Linked DNA regions of Bicyclus anynana: region 2 is linked to region 1. Evidence: chromatin contacts called from public Hi-C data. All regions are on one chromosome and are shown on one strand. Each heading gives the region's core, a stretch centred on a gene start, on an enhancer-like site or on the middle of the called end of the contact. The rest is flanking DNA. Distances are from core to core; before and after follow the strand shown. Region 1 holds the start of LOC112043414 (probable small nuclear ribonucleoprotein E). Region 2 overlaps LOC112043399 (frizzled-2).

What was found. Hi-C and Micro-C count contacts between places; a contact is called where the count stands out from the background.
Region 2: a contact with region 1 is called in a Hi-C map of whole body, with 6 times the contacts expected there. The contact joins the enhancer-like site here to the promoter of LOC112043414 in region 1. A contact is called at or near these places in 2 of 2 Hi-C or Micro-C datasets (whole body and whole larva).

Annotation. Positions count from the first base shown.
Region 1 is chr15:320,455-325,705 of ilBicAnyn1.1, forward strand. LOC112043414 (probable small nuclear ribonucleoprotein E) reads right to left here and starts at 3,289. Exons shown (of 1, transcript XM_024078816.2): 1 at 2,785-3,289. The coding sequence starts at 3,191. The coding sequence ends at 2,901. It overlaps LOC112043413 (BTB/POZ domain-containing protein 19), which reads right to left. Exons shown (of 10, transcript XM_024078814.2): 2 at 4,529-4,685; 3 at 4,137-4,299; 4 at 953-1,086; 5 at 446-605. It overlaps Trnag-ucc (transfer RNA glycine (anticodon UCC)), which reads right to left and starts at 4,088; the gene lies at 4,017-4,088.
Region 2 is chr15:609,241-614,491 of ilBicAnyn1.1, forward strand. It overlaps LOC112043399 (frizzled-2), which reads left to right. Exons shown (of 2, transcript XM_052885856.1): 2 at 1,729-4,873. The coding sequence starts at 1,754. The coding sequence ends at 3,415. Among protein-coding and RNA genes, the nearest start is that of LOC112043417, 15 kb to the right of the region's middle. Within about 2 kb of position 2,906, at least 8 of the 8 cell types and tissues checked have open chromatin away from gene starts, as enhancers often do.

The DNA.
Region 1 (5,251 bases), core at 2,039-4,538:
GGCGCACGTGCTGCATGAGCGGCGCGAGGTGGTGGCACACGCTCCTCCTCCGTCCAGTGCGCGGTACACTCACCGATGAGCAGCAGGCGCACGTGCTGCATGAGCGGCGCGAGGTGGTGGCACACGCGCGCGCGCACCTCCTCCGTCCAGTGCGCGGTACACTCACCGATGAGCAGCAGGCGCACGTGCTGCATGAGCGGCGCGAGGTGATGGCACACGCGCGCGCGCTCCTCCTCCGTCCAGTGCGCGGTACACTCACCGATGAGCAGCAGGCGCACGTGCTGCATGAGCGGCGCGAGGTGGTGGCACACGCGCGCGCGCTCCTCCTCCGTCCAGTGCGCGGTACACTCACCGATGAGCAGCAGGCGCACGTGCTGCATGAGCGGCGCGAGGTGATGGCACACGCGCGCGCGCTCCTCCTCCGTCCAGTGCGCGGTACACTCACCGATGAGCAGCAGGCGCACGTGCTGCATGAGCGGCGCGAGGTGGTGGCACACGCGCGCGCGCTCCTCCTCCGTCCAGTGCGCCGTGGGCTGCGTCACGCCGGCGCGCTGCTTGGCCCACGCCAGCGCGCAGCGCCACACCTCCTCCTCTTCTAAACTCAGCTGGAAGAACCACCAAATATTTTATTTATACCTAATTTATGCAGATGTTGACCCGTTAGTTCCCGTTTCCGTAGGAATACGAGGATAAGATATAGCCTGTATAGCACCTGGGAATTGTGTAGTTTTCCAGCATTGATGAAACTTTCCAAATCGGCCCAGTAGTTTCGGAGCCTATTCAATGCAAACAGACGAACAAACTATAAAATCTTTCCTCTTTATAATATTAAGTATAGAAGTATAGATAGATAGGTAACACATTAAATAAGCATAGGTTACAGAGTGTAAGTTATAATATGTAAGAAGGCATGCATATATTTTAAAAGGCATATTTATAATTAAATACTAACAAAATCTGATGATATCAGCTTGATGAGAGCTTCCTTGGGCAGGTTGAGGAAGGCGTTGGTCTTGATGCAGTCGGCAGCATTGTCTCCCACAAAAGAGATGCAGCGCTCCATGAACGACGAGGCACTCTTACCACCTGCAAGTTAAGCAAAAGGACAGTGTGGTACATAAAACTAGAGATTATAAAAAGCTGATAAACGTCCACAGCTATTGATATTGGTCTCTAGTACATTCCAAGACAATCAGACAAGTGTTGAGCCACATCCAGTAGCTAACACTGCTTGCTGTGATGTCATTGGTCACCTAACTGTTTGCTGTCTAGTCTAAGATTACTATTTCAGCACCCGAGGACTGCACGGACGTGGCATCCTGCCCTCAATAATTAGTTATACAACTCAATGTGCCAGTAACTTTCATCTGCAGATTTCCTCATTTCTGATATAATCCAATGACTCCTATCTTAGCTCTCTTTATCACCCATTGATTCAGACCCTTCCTGAGATGGGTAACAAACACTATTATATAAACTCTCTAGGGACATTTTCCCATTTGTTGGTTATTGGTCTTGAATTTTAATCTGACGTCCCAGTGCAGAACATTAAATATGAAGCTGTTCACACCTGTCTATCATAAATGTGAATAATTTTGTGTAAATAATTTTGCTACTTGAACATCCAATTAAAATCCAAGCCCCACAAACAAATTTGGAACTGTATCTAACTCAGCATATTATTTTCATGTGAAGTTCAACTTACCAAAGTGTCACTGCTGTATGTAATCCAGTAACTTGCTTAACCTGTTCTAGGTATTATACTTCTGGATTCTACATCTTACTTGTTCGTTACATTTGAACAATTTCATTGAATGTTTTTAATTGCTGCCTGAATTGTTAGGACCTTTTTTCGTTTTTTTGTTACCTGGGTACAACAATAACCTAGCTGGCGGGGATCACACTACAACTTCTCAGTGATGAGTCTGACCCCTTTACCACCAACCTAATGAATCTCAGAGGATTTAAGAGCACACATAGACACAGAACTCAGGTGTTTCTGAACACTTTACAATTTAATAACTCAACACTAAAGCAGTATTACTATCCCACTACCTCGTATCACACTATCATATAAAGTTACAAATGTTACAAGGAATGTAGAACTCTTTCTGTTTGTGTGTGTTAATAGAATTGAACAATTCAAAAATTGATTTTTAATGTGGTTTGACTAACATTTTTTATTGTATAAGCTAAGCTGCAATCATGCCTGATGGCAAGCGATGATGCAGCCTACAGTGGATTGTACTTGCCTAGAAGATGCCTATTCACTCTTAACTTTTACTTAACTATATTCTTTATAATATTTTAGGTGGTGGGGAAAACAGATTGTGCATTCCACATCTTAGCAGTGCATATAAGAAAAGAGGAACTAAACAGTTTAGAACGCATCTGAGAACTATTGACGACATAGCCTGCCTCGCAGTCATGTATGTACGTCATGGTAGAATAGCACAAGATCAAACAGTTCTTAAGCATTTATATAAAATAAGTTCTAGCCATCAATGTCCTTTACACCAATGTACTGTTCTACAAAGAGCCATAGATCTCTTACAGCTAACACAAGAGAACCTATCATTACAATGTATAACTGACATACAACTTGGCTTTTAAAATTAGCTAATCATACAAATTACTTAAATTATCTTTTTAACTTGCATTTAAGGCCACTAATACTTTATATTATGTTTAGTTGTCAAAATAATTCATGTTCTAAACTTGTAGTACATCTAAGGGTAAGTTTAGAATATGTTTGAGTTTGAGGTTATAAAATAAAAGCCAATGTTTGATCTTAAGTTTTAATGAAAAATTAGATTAGATTACGACCGAGACACCGTCACAAGTCACAAACGCAGACCGTCACACTTATTAACTAGGAATGTTTAGATTTTAACCTAATTTCACACAGTCGTCGCGTTTGGGTTGACATTTTGAATAAGCGTTATGTTGTCTCCTTTCATCATAATACGTCCGATCTGCTTGCGGTTTTTCGTTTTCATGTGCACTTCTTCGGCCTCATCCAACACAATGTTCATGTATTCGTCGAATCCTACGATGTGTCCCTCGATCCTCAAGTTCACATTTTCGTACAGCCAAATTTGCACACGGCTCCTGTTCTGCAGATATCTGAAGATAAGGTTGATGGGTTGTACCATCACCTTTTGCACTTTCGGGGGGCCTTTGTAAGCCATTTTAAAGTTGTGATCTTTTACGAAAACTATAAATTCAATAAAACAAAAGCCGCCAAAGCCAAACCGGCGTCGTTTTTCTCGATTACGTCAAAAATAGTCATAGACAACGAACACAGTAGATTAAAGAAAGTAGATGTCAAACTCAGCAGATTCAAAATCATTGTAAATGAGTGGGCATAGACAAAAAATGGACTATTCAAGTTTGAATTTATAACACTGATGACTTATGATATGATTTTCAATAAATTAATATATTTTCTTTTTAATTTTATTATTACAGAAGCAGCAGCGTAAAACCTGTTCGACAACAATCAAACATAAAGATTGGGGGCGGCATATTAAGCTTAGTAGAACTCGGAGCTGTTTACAAAGAAATAAATTGACTGATTTTTTAAATTTTTTTCCATTTTTCGAGCCTCGAGGTCATGATCAAGCTAAACGTTTTAAATTTTGTAGAAAATATTTTAAACACTAAAAATTTTTAGGTACCTATAATATTTTTAAGTAGGTATTATTTTGGATTACTTCGTTGTGGCATTAGGATACATGTATCATTAATAATGATATATTAGAATATAATGGCTAGAATAGCTACCTATATTAATAAATGCATTATTATTAAAAAAAAACAAAAATAGACAATAAAATGCTAAAATAATAAAAAAACCAAGGGGGGACGTGCTAAAACGCTATTATTATATAATGAAATCTATCAAACCCAGTACAGTAGTACACTTTAAATTGATTCCATTTTGAGTTTTACCAACATAAAAAAAAAACAATTACCTTCTAAACAAATATATTAAAAGAAAAAAGCAAAAACTGTGCGATGGCCGGGAATCGAACCCGGATCAACTGCTTGGAAGGCAACTATGCTGACCATTACACCACCATCGCCGATGACCTGAGAGTTGAAATTATGTTACATAATAAAATCACAGTTACCTGGCCTATCTTGAATTTCCATAGCAGCAGCAAGCAAAGTGCATGCACTTTCCACGCTTAAAGTAGAAGTAACATGGTCTTCACAAGCGGCACGAAGGTCTTCTACTCCTAAATCTGCTGCTAGCGTCATCATTTCAAACACTCCTGAGTCATGGAGTAACAGCTGTAAAACAAATTAACAAAATGATAAAGTTATATTTATGTTATTAACTGATTTCATTTTTTTAACACTTTTGTGTTTTAATATTATGATGTGCATCTATTCGACAATAGGTGGCGCTGTTAGAAGTAATATTAGTTTACCAATTTTGTTTGTAGTTTAAGAAAAACACATTCTAAATCAATTTAGGTACAAAATTATTGTGTTAAAAAATAAATATGAAATTAATTACCTTTCCGGTGTAAACGTACTGTATAAAAAGTCGAAATGTTTCAGGCTGAACATGTGGCATACGTATCGGCGTGGGCTGCGTGCCAACAGATGGCGTTATAGTACACCCTGGGATGCGACAAACTTCTCCGCGTTTTGTGTTTTGAAAACTTTTGCACCTATTAGAAGAAAAATAATAATCATTAATTACTATTTCAATTTGTCTTTTAAATATCATCTTTTCTTATTTTCGCCAGCAGATATTTTTTGTAGAGAAGACTGACAAAGTGAAATGTTATAGCTACTTATCTAATTTACTTATGCACCTAAGTTCCACCCAAGTCCTTTTGGGAAATGTACCTCTTTAAGTACGTTATATAAGCGGTGTCTTTAAATTCAAAAAATTGGATCGTATACGCCCAATAATATGGGCGATATCTGAGCGAACGTGTTCCTATCGAGATGCGTTTCCCCCTAGGTTCAAGAAATGTTTATTTGAAATACTCTGTATAGCATTACAATGACGTCGTGTACGGACCGAGGACATCAAGCGTGTTGCAGGGAGCCGCTGGATGCTGGCGGCTCGAAACCGTTCTGTTTGTAAGTCCATGCAAGAGGCATATGCTGATCCATTGGCAGCTCATTATCAGCTGATAGTGATGATGACGATGATCTGCATTCTGCGCATAGTTTTAATTGTAGTTTGAAAATCGCTTTAATATTAAATCCAATACTAAGTAACTTT
Region 2 (5,251 bases), core at 1,656-4,155, 290 kb after region 1:
CTACAACACACTTCTAATTAATCTTTCACGCGACATTAATTATATTAAAAAACTCTAAATGAAGCGAGACAATTCAGGAACAGTTTTGGAGCGAAGTTATAGTTAAAGACAGAAAGAAAGAAAAATCATTTAATCCAAAAATTGTGCCACACTTAACACCTTAACACTATAGTAGTGACTGATACCCAGACCATTTATGCAAATCCAAAAGATCAAAATTAGTGTAAGCATGACAACACCAATGTCATATTTGGCACAAAAAAAAGGATCCAGCTCAGTACCTATATAATATGCTGTTTAAAACAGAACCTTCAGAAGTGTCTGTTTTAGTTGCAAAAGAAATACTCAGTAAACCTCCAACTAACCACTAACTTTTGCAAAAAACTACTAGCGAGCATATCGAATGTCATAATTTTATTACTCCACCGCACGCCTGCACACGACGTTGACCAATATTTTTGCTAATTAGCAATCAAAATGCAATTAAAAAAACGCGCAAACCTGTTGCACTCGAGACCACGTCCCATATACGTCGACACATCATCTGCGACATGCTTCTGCCATCGTCGAATGCAAACGAAGTTATCCACGAGAATACAAATAAAGCTCTTATTCCCTTTATCTTGAAGAATGTTTTGGTATATAAATTGTTATTTTTCATGAGTTAAGGCTATTGCTATATATATACAGGCACACGTTCGAACTAAAATAAATAATGTAACTTAAAGTTATTCCCACCTTTAGTTCAACGAACTTCCGTTTGTTGATGTTTCCTCAATCATTGTTTGTGTTTGTTAAGTTTATAGTTCTAAATAAAGAATAGGTTCTCTCGATGCGACTATAGTTCGCGTCGATTCTTACGAGGTTCGTAAAATATTTTTAACCATTTGTCCTACTCGTATATAAGGACGTCGGTATGTAGGTATCCGTAGTTCGAAAAGCCAATGGATGTCTCAAGGTGCTGGAATTTTGACCTCGCAGCGGAAAGCGATGTGTTGGTCGACCCCCCACTAGGTGTACTGAGGACATCAAGCGGGTTGCAGGGAGCCGCTGGGTACTGGCGGCTCGAGACCGTGGTGTTTGGAAGGTATACATATGCAAGAGCCATATGTCCAGACGTGGTTAATGATGATGATGTTTTGATGATATAAACCTGCGGCTTTCTTATCGAAATCGTTTTGAGCTATGAGCTATATGACTTTAGTTTTATCAAAACCCTAAATACAAGTAAGAAACGTCTGTAGACACGATACGAGTAGAGTATGTTCACTTGTACTGATTTGAGTTTTGTAACACCATATAGAGTAGGTACTTACCGTATACTTATGTACCGTTGTGTATTGCGTTATTAATCTTAGTTACTGATTCATCTCGGCTAAGCTAATATTGAATGTGACTAATGAATGCTAACGAAGTTCAACCCGGTGCCGGAGCCCGCAACATGTTTAACTGTTGATTCCGTGCACTAAACAATCGCACTGTTCTATTCGTATTTTTGTTACTACGTATAACTTCAACGCATAACATTGATTCAAGTCTCGAAGACTAACTCTTAACATTCTCGTTACTAGTTATGTACTCTTCTCAGTTGTTTAAAATTAATTGATATTTTTATTCTGTTGCGACGTGCTTTACTTTCGCGAGCGCTCACAAGTCGTCCCGCGATGCTTAGTCTTAGAATAGAGTTGCAATGTATAAAATCTTGAAATGTTATTTGTTTCGTTTCAGATGCGGCAAGCGTAACGCGTCCAGCATGCACCGTGCGCTGTGGGCGTGGGCGTGGGCGTGGGCGTGCGCGTGGGCGCTGGCGGCGGGGGCGCACGCGCCGCAGCCGCGCTGCGAGGAGATCACCATCCCCATGTGCCGCGGCATCGGCTACAACCTGACGGCGTTCCCCAACGCGCTGGACCACGACACGCAGGAGGAGGCGGGGCTGGAAGTGCACCAGTACTGGCCGCTCGTGGAGATCAAGTGCTCGGCCGACCTGAAGTTCTTCCTGTGCTCCGTGTACACGCCCATCTGCATCGAGGAGTACGCCAAGCCGCTGCCCGCGTGCCGCAGCGTGTGCGAGCGCGCGCGCGCCGGCTGCGCGCCGCTCATGCAGAAGTACGGCTTCCAGTGGCCCGAGCGCATGGCGTGCGAGCGCCTGCCGCGCTTCGGCGACCCCGAGCGCCTGTGCATGGAGGAGAGCGAGCGCGCCGCCGAGCCCGAGCCGCCGCGCGCGCCGCCGCGCCGCCCCGCCAAGCCCTGCAAGGACGCAAAAAACTGCGACGGCCCGGCTGCCGCGCGCGCGCCGGGACACGCCGCGCCGGGGGACGCCGCGCCGGGCGCCGCCGAGTGCGCGTGCGCGTGCCGCCCGCCGCTCGTGGCGCTGCGCGCGCGCAACGCCAGCGCGCCCGGCGTGCCGGCGCCCGCCTGCGGCCTGCCGTGCCGCGGCGCCTTCTTCTCGCGCGAGGAGAAGGAGTTCGCCGCCGTGTGGGTCGCGCTGTGGGCCGGCCTGTGCGCCGCCTCCACGCTCATGACGCTCACCACCTTCGCCATCGACTCGCAGCGCTTCAAGTACCCCGAGCGGCCCATCGTGTACCTGTCGGCCTGCTACTTCATGGTGGCGCTGGGCTACCTGGCGCGCCTGGCGCTGGGCCACGAGGCCGTGGCGTGTGACGGGCCGCTGCTGCGGACGTCGGCGGGCGGGCCCGGCGCCTGCACGCTGGTGTTCGTGCTGGTGTACTTCTTCGGCATGGCGTCGTCCATCTGGTGGGTGGTGCTGTCGTTCGCGTGGTTCCTGGCCGCCGGGCTCAAGTGGGGCAACGAGGCCATCGCCGGGCACGCGCAGTACTACCACCTGGCGGCGTGGCTGGTGCCGGCCGCCAAGACCGTGGCCGTGCTGCTGGCGGGCGCCGTGGACGGCGACCCCGTGGCCGGCGTGTGCTACGTGGGCAACTCGTCGCCCGAGCACCTGCGGCGCTACGTGCTGGCGCCGCTCGTGGTGTACTTCGCGCTGGGCGCCTCCTTCCTGCTGGCCGGCTTCGTGTCGCTGTTCCGCATCCGCAGCGTCATCAAGCGGCAGGGCGGCGCGGGCGCGGGCTCCAAGGCCGACAAGCTGGAGAAGCTCATGATCCGCATCGGCGTGTTCAGCGTGCTGTACGCCGTGCCGGCCGGCGTGGTGATCGGCTGCCTGGCGTACGAGGCGGGCGGGCGCGAGCGCTGGCTGCGGCGCGTGGCGTGCGGCGCGGCGTGCGGCCCGCGCCCCGTCTACTCGGCGCTCATGCTCAAGTACTTCATGGCGCTGGCCGTGGGCATCACGTCGGGCGTGTGGATCTGGTCGGGCAAGACGCTGGAGTCGTGGCGCCGCGTGTGGCGCGGGGGGCGCGCGCCGCCGCCCGCGCAGCGCGCGCTGGTCAAGGGCGCCGTGTGACGCGACGCGGGGCCGCCCGCCCCGCCCGCCCCGCCCGCCCCCGCGCCCTCCGCGCCCTCCGCGCGCTCGGCGCAGCCGCTGTCCGACTACGGGCCCGTGTGAGCGCCAGTGCCAGCGCCCCGAACTGTGTCTAGTCCTAGCGTGAACACGCATACGCATATACGTAATAGTGTAAGTGCGGCGGTGGCGTCCGAGCCCGCATCGCTTCTCGAACTTTCCAAATTCGTAGTGTCATAGAGAGTGCTTTGTGAAAAGCTGATGCCGTGTCATAGACTATGCACAATTTGTTTTCTATTTTTGTAAACTGTGAAGTGCTTAGTGTCTATTTCCATCATCTAATACAAATATATGCTCGTAAATCTAGGAATATAACACCACCTCCAACAATCCGAGCCCTGACTGTGTATGACATTGAAATCGTAGCAAGACAGAACAATATACATTAGACATCATTACACCATCATCCCGACTTGAATGTCATAAACAGTCGAGGCTTGACCGTGTAATATGTAAGATCTACCTGTAGAAGTGGACTACCTCCTGTGACTGTGAACTTGTAAAGCGAATTGAAACTTCAGCACTTATCTAACCATTTATTTTATTGACAATTAACTAGTTAATACCACGGAACTCGCCGCTGTAGGGTGAACTTGACGGAAGAAGACATTAAGTGCTATTACCTGGTCAATACCAACGCTCTAGGTTAGAAAACATGCACATTAGTAATTTAACTTGATCTGGTAGTTAACTTGCTATTTGAATTATCTTTAAAAAAGTTTGATACAATACTGTTGATCTTATGAAAACGTTACTTTCTTAAGGAGAATTCATACGAGCACAGAAATATTAAATGACTGATTAAGGACTGATTAACACTGCCAATCGCAAACACAATAAATATGTAGTGAATTACTGATGAGTGTTAACACATATTCCATGAAAATACTTCAATTAAATGTCTGTATAGTAAAATTAATATAAGTTTTCTTTGTAAAATAAGTCACCTTTTTGTAAATAAATATAAGTCTATAATGTGATTGTTAAATTGTAATCACGCGTATAGTAGGTAAATCAGAGATAATTATTATTGTAACCAGTTCGCGCGCGTTGACTTTGTAACAGCGCCATCTATGTAACAACATTGTAAGTGCGATTGTGTAAAGTATCCAACAGATGGCTCTAACGCGTACCAGTAGCGCCACCTGAGGGCTAATAGCTGATAATACCGCCACCTATCGTCTAGTAGTAGTACTAATTTTCATGTGATTGGTTGGTAACCTAGAACCTCATGTGAAGTGCAATAATTTTGTATTATCTTTCTATATAATTGTAATTAATAAATAAATAATAAACGAGAAGTGGGATGTTCATGTATACACGGACACCGCAGCCGATAAATCATTTATGTAATTTATTTTATATCCTAACTGTAGATAAATAAAGTGACTTTTTTATGTACCACTCTTGTTTTTGTTTTCCCGTTTTTGTACTGATAACTGAGCCCCCGAGACCCGTGCATAAATCACCACTACTGTATCATCTGATGGGAAGTGTAGATGAGATAGAAATAATTGGTCTTAATGGGGCATGCTTGCATAGAAAATACTTAGTTACGTTTAGGTACTTGGTTGGAGTCGAACTTGAGACATCGCATTCTTGTTATGAACAGTCATACAGAGGGCGCATTACAGATAAAAAAGATGAAAATAATTAATATTCGACTTTGCTAAACTATACTGACTGATACTTATGTCTCGAAATAGGCTCTGGTCATGCTTTTTCCTTGGGTAAAAAGTTCCATTTTATATATCTTCTATTAAAACAAGACGACAAGAA